Regions from separate parts of the Canis lupus genome. Here region 1 is linked to region 2. A link is a contact called in public Hi-C data. All regions are on one chromosome and are shown on one strand. The core of a region is the stretch at or near the end of the contact, and the rest is flanking DNA. Distances in the headings are between cores, read along the strand shown.

What was found. Hi-C and Micro-C count contacts between places; a contact is called where the count stands out from the background.
Region 1: a contact with region 2 is called in a Hi-C map of liver, with 3 times the contacts expected there. The contact joins the enhancer-like site here to the promoter of ETFRF1 in region 2. A contact is called at or near these places in 2 of 9 Hi-C or Micro-C datasets (liver and skin fibroblasts).

The regions. Positions count from the first base shown.
Region 1 is chr27:24,397,849-24,403,585 of UU_Cfam_GSD_1.0, forward strand. No RefSeq gene overlaps it. Among named protein-coding and RNA genes, the nearest start is that of KRAS, 120 kb to the left of the region's middle. Within about 2 kb of position 1,588, at least 18 of the 20 cell types and tissues checked have an H3K27ac peak or open chromatin away from gene starts, as enhancers often do. A contact at or near this core is called in liver, where this site is marked.
Region 2 is chr27:24,235,811-24,241,819 of UU_Cfam_GSD_1.0, forward strand. ETFRF1 (electron transfer flavoprotein regulatory factor 1) reads left to right here and starts at 2,393. Exons shown (of 3, transcript XM_038577093.1): 1 at 2,393-2,546. It overlaps CFAP94 (dynein intermediate chain CFAP94, axonemal), which reads right to left and starts at 2,416. Exons shown (of 16, transcript XM_038577082.1): 1 at 2,259-2,416. The coding sequence starts at 2,261.

The sequences.
Region 1 (5,737 bases), core at 338-2,837, 160 kb after region 2:
GATTCCCTATAAGCTTAATGGGGAGAAAAGGATTTCACATTATCCAATGGCCTGCGCTAAAAATGAGGTGCTATATAAAGTTAATCATTAAACAGTTTATAAGATACTGTTGCAAACAGGGCAAATGAGAAAATTAGCTTAGGTAACTTGGGTTTTCCCAAGATCTCTCTTATCTAAAGAGACTAAACCTGCTAAGCCTGCCACATGACACCCACCAGTTTAACCAAGACTAGGTTTGGGTTGGTTTTTAAGTAATCTTCACCCCCAACACGGGGCTAGAACTCACCACCCTGAGATCAAGAGTCACGTGCTCCACTGACTAAGCCGGCCAGGTGCCTCATGACCAGGGCAGGTTTATTATAGTGCATAGGATATCAGGGCTGAATAAAGGTGCGGGGCGCGGTGGGCCTGGAAGCTCCCCCAGACCACAGTCGTCTCCCCTCCACCCTCCAGGTGGCCCAGAGAGGTTAACGCTGTGGGCTTTGGAGTCCGGCTGCCCGCGTCCCCCTCCCCCTGCCTGGTGGACGCTCGGGTTCTTGGAATCGGTTTCCTTATCTGTAAACCGGGGATAATAGTACGCACGCACCTCATCCAGCTGCTGGGAGATAAAGTCGGACAAAGCCCTGAGCAAGCTGCATTTGCACAGAACAGTCAACAATCATTAGCTATCGTCACCACCTTTTTTGTGTGCGTGTTAAGCTTTGCCCAGGGGTGGAGCGGGCCGGAGCCTGGAACCGGTTGCCAAGGTTACCTCGTAATGACCCCGACCCGGGGAGCGGAGGAGCAGCGGCGCAGGTGAAGCTCGCGGCCCGCTCCACACGCCCAAAGGCAAAACTGTGCTCATTCACAACACTCTGCCGGTTCACGTCGGTCAGGAGGGGTCGAAGGAGCGCTGACCCGGCCCCAGATGATGGTTTCCTGTGCCCAGGCCCTGACAAGGTGGGGGGGTGGGGGGCCCTCGTCCCTTCCTACACGTGGCTGGGCCTTCTCCTCCACCAGCCGCCCCTCGGCTGGGGTCGACGTGCGCCGGCGCCGCCCCAGGACAGCAGCCCAGCCCTCCGCGCCGCCCCCCCGCCCCCCCGGAATTTAGGACCTCCAGCTGAGCGCCGGGCTACCTTCGAAAGGAATTGGCTGTGGCTTCTAAGAAGCCGGCGGGGGAGGGCGACGCGCAGCAGCTCGGGGCTGCCCGGACGCCCCCCTCCCCTTTTGCGGCGAAGCCCCGCAGCGCCCAGCACCCCGGGCCGCGGCCGGCCAGGCCTCTCCAAGAACTCAAAGGGGGAAATGTGGGGGAGGAAGCCGGCCAGCCCTGCAAACGCAACGGCTGCACTTCGGGGCTCTCCGCTGCTCTGACGTAATGCCAGCTTCCTGCTCTCGCGCTGCAGCGTGCAGCCCGCTGGCGGGGAGCCTGGAGATCCGCCGACCGCGCGCCGAGATCATCATTGCCACTATCTTGCCATTTATTTTCCGCGAGGACGCTTTGACTGGCCCACTAGCCCCGCCCCCGAATTCCACGGCTTTGGGCTTTTCGGGCCCTATCGCCCTCCCCTCCCCCCAGGAAGGCCGCCCTCTGCGGAGCACAGCCCAGCGCCAGGAAACGGCGCCCGCTCGGGGCTCAAGTGTGGGGCCGGGGCGGGGTCGGTTCAAACGTTCTGCCCCCTTCTCAGCCACCCCCCCCCCGCGCGCCCGCCCCGGGGGCTGGGAGATCCCACATCCCTGCCTTTGTTTTAAGTCAAACTATTGCCGAAGCTGCAGCATTTCCTCCCCCTCTCCAGACACCGAGGCTGGGAAGTGGGTAAAAACCGCCGCGGAGCGTGCTCGGACGCCCCCCCACGTCCGACACCCCCACTGGGATGGGACCGGCAGCGACCGCTCCGCCACCGCACGCGCCGGGCTAAATGCGCCGCCGCCGCCGCCGCCGCCGCCGCCCAGCCGAGCCCGGGGAGACTCCCAAGGGCTCTTTAAATACGATCTATAAATACTACGGGCTCGGGGCGCGCGCGTCAGGGCAGAGGCGGCCTCCCATTGGCTGTCGTGATCCTGCTTATTTGCATAGGCGGATTGCTCAACCGGGCGGCGACCTCGGCCGCGAGCGCCCCTCCTCCGCCGGCGGCGCGCGGGGACCGCGGAGGGGCTGCGGGGCGGCCGGGCGGCGGGCGGCGCCGCCAGCGCTGCGGGCCCTGTAGGTCTCGGGCGGTGCAGCAGTGCTGCGGGATGCAGATTGCTTCCCAGAAGGATCACTTTGGGGAAGCCGGAGGCCCGCCCTTTTAGACTTTTTTTTTTTTTTGCTTTTATCCGAAAGAAAAGGCACCAAGTTTTAAGGGTTTATAACCCGAGCAAACGCTCAAGGTGGATCGCAGAGGCACCACGTGGGAGTGCGACTCGCATCGAGAGTCCTGTCCAATGACTTGCGACTTGGGGTGTTCAAAAATGGCTTTTGCATACATGATCACTGAGAAGACCTCATGAGCTTGAAAATGAAACAAGGAGGGTTCGGAAGATGCAAGATGTAGGATGCCTCCTCGTTTCAGTCTTTAGTTTTTTTTTTTTTTTTAAATGAGCCAGTTAGCTAATCCAAACGGCTATCCGGAAACTTTCCCCACGGTTCTTGCAGAAGAGAATCTCTTGTAGCAATTGAAAATGTGCAGCAACTTGACCCTGCCCGGGGTTGGTTCGCTCTGGGAGCCGGTGGTGGGGAAGGTCAGGGAGGGAGGAACCGACCACGGTTTGCAAACCAGGAAGCAATCCTATGTTGTGGACTGTAGAAGGGCACAGAAGGTTCTGTCCAGAAAAGAGCTGTAGATCAGGCGAGGAAAAATGCAGATAGTGTCATATATTCATAGTCGGATGTTTCAAAATCATTTATCTCTGCAGGTTGTGAACTGAGGGTGGGGACTTTCTGCTGTTTGTTCCAAACACCTTGGGTAGGATCTATTTTACACAGTGAATTCTTTACATCTGAGTGGGATAAAGGTGATGACTTAATTCCTTCTCTTTGTTTTAAGATGTTCTTCCCTGAAAGCGCACACAGCATTTTCTAAAGTTCCAAGCCTTCCTGTAACAACACTATCCAAGCCCCAGGGGATGGCTGCTGGAAGATCCATAGGCTGGGATCTTGCACCTCAGTAAATATTGGCGGGATGAATACATTTATTCAGAAGAGAGTAAGCATGCGCTAAAACCAACGCTCTCATTAAAATCTATTTCATAAACGTTACACTTTGCTATCCTTCTCCCCTAAATGAAGCCCAAAGCTCAAACGTACTCTCGTTGTTTGAAAACGATACTTTAACTGCTGTTCGTTGGATGCTAAAGCAAGTGCTACCCTAAAAGCTTTTTAAAAAGAAATTTCGGATTTTAACAGAAGAGCGCCCCCTGCTGCCAAACGGATTATGGGCAATGCGCCTGAAAAGTAAAACACTTGGGGTGTGCCCATGGTACTGCGAGTCGGTTTATGCTTTAAAATCCACATTAGAACAAAAGACGGACTTGCTTCACAACCATTATTCCCTACATTCACAGGGACTAATGTAAGAAAAAAGTGTCTTAATCATCGAAATGCTTTTTCCAATAATTTTAGTGTGAATCATCAAAGTTGATTTGGTGACCGTCTACTTGCAATCATCTTACACCAGCCTTTCTCTTCTCAACTTGTTTCCATCCATCTTAATTAGTGTTAATTAGTGTTTCTAATTTCCCAAGCCAAGTATGAATGCATTTATAATCTCTGCCTTCTTGGTAATCATCTCTTTGCTATTAAGACTGCCATTTTATTGTAGTATCTGTATATTTATTGCATTTATACAGTATTTTCCCTTTCCCTTAAGTTTTTTTAATGTTACTTTTTTTCCTGCTAATTCATTTGTTGGTTTCCTTATTAGTATGCCCAGATGAAAAGAGATTTTTAAAAAGCTCCAAGTAACTGTGTAAGTTGAAAGCTGCACATCTCAGCTGCCACTTGCACTGGCTCTCATTTTTTAGAGAGGCTCATCTTGAGGAAGGAACATTCGGAGGGTAGCTGCTGGTACAGCTTTGAGTCAGTAGGAGGTAAGAGGATAACTGGTAAACCACAAATGAAGCGATAAGGGAGGTGCATGTCTCCCGCTGTAAATGCTAATATGGGCATTTCAGCTGTGTTCTTCACAATAAGCACTTTACCACCCTTTATAGAAACATACAGATAATGATCACGGATTATTCCGTTGTTCTCAATTCTCAGTTGCAGAGGCAGAAATGGAAATAGAGTTTATTATTATGCTGAAAAAAAAATGTATTTAGAAAAAGCTCAAGTACTCTCCAGGGCTGGAGAGGCCTCTGTCCTTGTGTAAGCCTGGGGCAAATAATCCAGAACTCTTACAGGAGTGCCAAGTGCTCCAGCTGCTCTGTGAATTGGGCTCCCTTTTCCCAGTTAATGGTGCAGGAACTGTATTTTTTTCACATGGATAGCCCTGTGGTCACACCACAAGCCAGTTCTGAAGGTAGAAAAAGGATGTGGGTGCCATGAGAATATTCCTGGCAATATGTTTGTCTTCTTCCCCATTTATTTAGTGGTAGTTACAAATTGTTCCTCTCTATAAAAGTTCACATTTCTTTTTTTTTTTTAATTTTTATTTATTTATGATCGTCACACAGAGAGAGAGAGGCAGAGACATAGGCAGAGGGAGAAGCAGGCTCCATGCACCGGGAGCCCGACGTGGGATTCGATCCCGGGTCTCCAGGATCGCACCCTGGGCCAAAGGCAGGCGCTAAACCACTGCACCACCCAGGGATCCCAAAAGTTCACATTTCTATCATGCACACACAGTTGGTAAAAATGTTAAGGCTTAAGGGCAGATTGGATACTGGACAAATGATCTATGAACTGGCCCAGCTTCACTGCAGTTAGGTCAGCACATCCCTGAGTTTCTGGGGTGATTAATGAATTAATTTGCAGTGAAGTGCAAAGCTGACTTCTCTGGTCCATGGACTGAGGGATGGTCTCTAGACTGTATTACTAGTGCCCTTGCTCACTGACAGAGACATTATACGACCATATGACATAAGTATGGGAGTATGTACATTAACAATTGACAAAAATGTGAAGCACGTGCATATTAAACTTTGGTTGTCTTTCCATATTGACATATGACTCGAATTTTGTATGTGTTGTCTTCTGAGGAGCCCGTAAATTCTGATTAAAGTCAAAATTATTTTTGTTTCTATGAAAATGAATTTACAAGTCTAGTTGACTTTTATGATTTATAGTTACTCTTTCAAAATTAATGCTTCCTCACTTAAACACAACTTCCTTTAAGTAATTTTTAAAAAAATATTTACTTATTTATTCATGAGAGACACAGAAAGAGAGTCAGAGATGTAGGCAGAGGGAGAAGCAGGACTCCCTGTAGGGAGCCCGATATGGGACTTGATCCCTGATCCTAGGATCATACCCTAAGCCGAAGGCAGATGCTCAACTGCTGAGCCACCCAGGCGTCGTCCCCTTTAAGTAATTTTGCTCTATATGTCAGATGGCCTGAAGAATGGTATTAGTAAAATTACCACTTAATGAGAATTTAGTATATACCAGGGACCATATCCAGGTTTCTTGTAATCCTTATCTTAGAAGGGTATTACTGTTGCTATTTGTATTTTACAGATGAGGTAACTGAATTTTAGGAAGGTTACATAACTTGCTCGAAGTTAGTGTCAGAGCTGGCCTTCAAACTGAAGTCCATATACTCCAGGGAATATTGCCCTACTA
Region 2 (6,009 bases), core at 1,143-3,642:
GATATAAAGAGGAATAGCAGAGACTTTGCTCTCATAAAATTTTTACAATTGGGTTCTATTTTTATTATCATATTTGCTATCAATTAATAGTTAATAGACTTACATCTTGAAAAAAGTACTATATAGCAGAATATGCTGTTCCTGTTCTCAAGTAGCCATGTTTTAAGATGGGCAAATTATCATCTCTCACTAGTGCTTTTAATGTCCTTATCCTAACCCCTCCTGCAAATCATAAAAGCATCATGTAGTAGAGTACAGTTGGCCCTTGGACAACACAGGGGTTGGAGTGCTGACCCCCATGCAGTCAAAAATCCACATATAACTTTTAACTCCCCCAAAACTTAACTAATGGCCTATTGTTGACTAGAAGACTTACTCATAACGTAAACAGTTAACACATATTTTGTATGTTATATGTATTATATACTATGACAAAATAAGCTTAAGAAAAGAATTATTAACAAAATGATTAAAAATACATTAACAGTATTAGACTGTATTTAGCCTAAAAATATCTGCCTATAAGTGGATTCCTGCGGTTCAGAGTGAATCAGTGTTATTCAAGAGTCAACTGTAGCTCTCAAAGTTCAGAGAGCTTGTTAAAAAAATGCATATTTCTGCAGTAAAAGTGTACACACTTCTCCCTCCCCATTGTGGTTCAGTAGATATTATGGATTGAACTGCATCCCCGCAAAATTTGTACATTGAAATCCTATCCCACGGTATCTCCAAATCTTATCTTATTTGGAACTGGGGTTGTTGTTGATGTAATTAGTTAAATTAAGATGAGATCAAAATGGAATAGGATAGCCTTTAATCCACTATAACTGGTATCCCTATAAAAAGGAGAAATATGGACACAGACATGCACACATAAAGAACACCATATAACGAGTGGGGGGGTATGTTGCCACAAGCCAAGAACTACCAGAAGCAAGCAAAGAGGTCTGAACAGATGCCTCCACTTGCAAAAGGAGCAGAGGCCTGGAAATACCTTGATCTTGGATTTATCAGCCACCAGAGTTTTCAGCCAACAGTAAGTTTCTACTGCTTAAGCCGTTTTGTTTCACTTTGTTACTTGGCAGCCCTGGAAACTAATACAGTAGATTTGTTTGGAGTCCAGGATGTTGCTGGAATCTGAATCTTAACAAGTATTCCAGATGTTAGAAGCAAATATTCCAGGAACATTTTGAAAAACGTTGCTAGAATGATAAGATGAAATTTGTGTTCCATTGGAAAATAGAGGCTTATTGTTCCCTCAATTTATCAGCAGCTTTAAGTCAGCTTAATGTCCATATACTTCTGGTTCTTCTCACATGACCATTCTCCATCAATTCTGGTAAACTCATATTCATACTTTAAAACACAGTTTGAAAAGCATTGTTCTTCCCTTTCTGTGCCCTTTCCCACCCCAATTTCATCATTTCCAATTTAATCTTACTCCATTGTAGACATTTCAATATTACAGTTAAAAACCTGTATTCTTACTTGGTTAGCCTGTCTCCAACAGCAGGGAGGGTTTGTAATATTCATTTTTAGATCCCTACTTCTAGCCTAGTGTCAAATGCAAAGAATGTACCCCGTATTTCCCCTTAGTTAACGAATTAAATACATTTCCTACTTCCTTTGGTTTTAATCATAGAAAACGGAAGTCACGTTTAAGAAAATGGGAACAGAGATAATTTCATACGGGCAGGTTGGTCTGTGTTCTTGAAAAAGACATGACAGCTGAGGAGTTCATTAAGACAAGCAGCTTTATTATATTTAATAAATTCAAGGCAAGCGGAGTAACTCGAGTCACAAAGCAATTCGTATTCCCACAAAAGACCACATAGAATAACTTTTCAAAGAAGCGTTAATTCCAACGGTTGTTCATGAACTACCGAGGAGGCGCAAAAACACATTTTCGCCAAGCTGCCAATGAAAAAAAAGCAATTTGATGGAAACGTCGAGCATTCTCAGAAATTACCAAGGTGAGGCCAATTCTGAAACGTAGCAGCAGTGCGAGGTTAGGACACTACTGGACCGCACTGACCGTCCCGTGTGCAAACGCCGGTTTGCGACTCATCCCGGACGGGAAGACCACACATCACGGAGGCTGGTTCCCCACGGGGGTAAGGGTTCTTTCTTAAACCCACCCGCTCCCCTCTAAAACATGTCAGGCTCTTATTACATCATTTAACACGGGTGAATCACTGCTCGCCCCTTCACCTGCCCCCCCCCCCCACACACACACACACACACTTTTCCTTGCTCACCATTCTGCAGCGAGCACAACCTCTGCAGGCGGCCAAATCGGAGCTCAGAGTCGTCGTGCGGACGAACGCTCCCGCGTTGTCAGGACGACAAGCCCCGCCCACTCGCGCCCAGGGGAAAGGGCGCAAATCCTCACGTACGGGTCCGCGCAATCGCGCTGGGGTTCTTCCGGGAGGCGCCCCGCCCCCTTCCCTGACTGGCTCCCGGACACCCACACCCACCCTGCTTTGCGGTTGACAGATCCCGGAGTCGAAGCGGTCGGAGGCCGTAAAGGCTGTGCCTGCCGGAAAGTGCGTGAGTGCGGCCGCCGGGGCGTTTTCTTTTCCCAGATCCTGGGGTCTGGAGGCGGTGAAGTATGGTCTGGGCAGGGCCCGTCAGGTGTGGCACGGGGGGTTCTGAACGCCTTCCGACGCTGACGGTCTCTTTCTCACTAGGAGTGTGTTGGGACGCATCTGTGTGTGAGGGATTCCAGAAGGAAGGGAGCCGGCGGCTACGCGACTGCGTGATGTGACTGACACCCACTCGAGGGGGCCGCCTCTTCCACCGCAGCTTAGGCCCGAGGAGGGGGATGGGCCCGACTGGCAGTTTAGGGAGGGAGGCAAACCACTTGGTTCTGAGAGGGTTGGTTATTTTGGAATTAATGACCTTTGGATTCTTCTCTCTGCACAGGGTGCAGTTTACTTTCTGTGCAAAGCTATGTCATGCCGTTTTTCCTCAGGGCGGCTCTTCAACAAGACTGGAAATTACCTGAAGCAATTCCTGGGTAAAGGATTTCCTACAGTTGGAGGTCACTGAGGCCTAGCAAGACTCCTTCAGCCCAAGGTCACAGGCTGATTGTACCAGCCAGGAGCATAACCTTCAGAATTTCAGTCTCCTCCCCACATGAGTAAACCACTGGCAACTTAGACCAGCAGGAAAACTAGAAGAAATTAAGAAATTAAGCTCCTCCAAAATCTCAATTCTTTGACTTTAGGGCCATGTTTTAGCAAGACAAAACATCAAATACCTTTTTTTTTTTTTAATTTATTTATTCATGAGAGACACAGAGAGAGAGAGAGAGAGAGGCAGGCTCCATGCCTGGAGCCCGATGCAGGACTCGATCCCAGGACTCCAGGATCACGCCCTGGAGCCAAAGGCCGACGCTCAACCGCTGAGCAACCCGGGCGTTCCAACATGGAATACTTTAAAATCACTGGCATCCGTTTCTTATCTCTGAATTGTAGTTTTATAATGTTCTCTCCCTTTCAACTTTATTGACTACATGTATTAGTAAATAAGTATTACTGAGCCAGTCTTTGTGGGCTGAGGTGTTGTTACTCCCACTGTAACAGAAATCCAGGTTGTAAAATATGACATCCCATCCCCCAACCCCTGCAAAATAAAAAACATCTTAATGTCCACTTCATATAAAGTTTGAAGCCATTTGCTATGGAAGTGAGTTTTTGTTCTAGTGTTTATAAAACCTCAGTCAACTCAATTTGGATTGATGGGCGAAATTACCTGTAGGGAAGAGGACTTGGTCACGCTCTCACTCTAAGCCACCTCCCTCCTAGGGAGGAGGGATTGCTAGTGATGTGTTAAAAAGAACATACTAGACTGTTTTAGGGACACTATGCTGTAAAAACTATCCCCGTGACTTTGGTTCTCCTCTAGGACTTTTCTTGCAAGCTGCTAAGTGAAAGGGCGGTTTCCTGTTCTGCCTTCAGACAGGCATAGTATCCACCCATTCGGGATACTATGCTCCTTTCAACTCCTATAATCTGGCTTCCTAGGATGCCTTGACCAAGCCAAATGTCAGTCTTAAGGCGTAAAAATCTTTTGACACCTAGTTCTGATGACCTATCCTTTGGATCTGGTGTTAAGAGTTTTTTACATGAAGCTTTTTTAGGCTTAACCAATTCGGGAAAACACACTTTCCTGTTTGAAGCTGTTTGAAGTCAAAATCTACCAGAAACCAATAAACAGTAACATTGCACTGCTTTTCTCTGCCCGTTTTCCTTCAGCTTTTATTGCCATCCGAACTTCATGAGGAAGAATTAACAACAGCTTTGGCCACCAGTAAAATGACAATTCATAGTTAACCCAGGACTGGAGTTAGTTAAGTCTGAACTCCTTAGCTCACAGTCATTGGAAAAAAGCTATCAGTGGCGATTGTTGCTTCTTCCCCTTGCCCACCACACACTGTCTCAGAATGATAGGGGGCTTCTCTCAGCCTAATAGTTTGGCTCTTTACAAGTAACCTCCATAACTTCATGTAGGGTTAAGGAGCAGCCCCAGGTCCCTGCTGCATTTTAATTTCACCAATTGTGAACCCAGAGTGAACTTTCTCCGAATGGCTAATAAACTTAAATGCCTGAAGGACAACATAAAATAATAATGATAAACTGCCTTAATTTCTGTAAATCAGCATATCAAAGAACAAGACAATTTTGCTCTAGTCAAACCAGCTACATTTTTTTTGCTGGGCTAATCCTCTATTATGTATGATTTTTTAAAAAGGCAATAGCTTAAAAGGACAGTTTAAGCTTTAACAAATTACAAATTTGGAGTTAAAGCTGTGTTCCTTGCCAGAAAATTAAACAGGCTATAATTTGCAATTTGACAGTATGTCTGTGTAGATTTAGAATCATTTTTAAAGCATGTGATTCTTAAGAGCCATTCTTCAATAAGATTAAACCACTGGAAACTGGCTCTCAGGGAAAAAAAATTTTTTTGAATTGAAATTAGCTATTAATATAGTAGTTTAAAAATGAACCCTTCTAATTTCATTCCCTTTCAAAACTCCACTGATCTTCAGTGAAGGGATATAAAAATAAACTGGAAAAATGAGAGAGATGACATCAGTAAAATTTTGGGAGCTGCAAACCAGATGAATGAATGTGACTCAACACACCAGAAAAGCCCGATTTATACTGCATAATTCTCCAAAGGCATTGGAACAAAGACAATGGAATTGGAAATGAAAAATGAAGTAAATCAGAGATTAAGTGAAAACTATTTGAAAAACACCTCTAGAGGGATTGCACTTCTCACTCCCATAGAAGCATGGAGATTTATTTCTGACCAAATAATACTATTCTCTGCACTGGAGTGTCCTCACCTATACTAAGTATGTAAGAATCACACTGGAAACAAATTAAGTGAATTTGGTATATAGAATGCTGAATGCAAGGCTCCCATTCTTCCACTTAAGATTGAATAGGCAAATCCTCAGCAAATTCGAAGTTTCTTCTCTGGGGAATGACCAGCCCAGGAGGAATGATCTGACACTTTTGATTTCTAGAGGTTCCCCAACAAAGGGCTCATTCAGATTATCCTAAGTGAAGCCCAGAGTGTAAATTGCAACTATGTATACAGATCTTCTAAAACTTTTTTTTTTTTTTGTCCTCATAAAAAGGGGGGCAGGGGGAAAGACTTGGGAAGAAAGCTTGAAAGCAACCCAGATAAAGAAGAGAAAGCAATTTGGAGAAAAAATTGCAAAAAAAGCTAAAAAATAATTATTCTGCTATGTTAATAGCAAATGTGTATGTTTGCTATGTGAATTAGCTCAAAAGCTACCAGTAAAGAGGGGAATTATATAAGAATTAAAATGGGAATAATGTTCCTATGTGATTATTTCTCCCTTAACAAAATGAAGCCAAAGAATCAGATTTATAAACTTTTTAGCAAGAAATGAAAAGGTCTTCATTTAGCTGCCATCCTGCCAGGGGAAGTCTTCCAAGTATATTTTTTAAAAATTTAAAATATGTATTT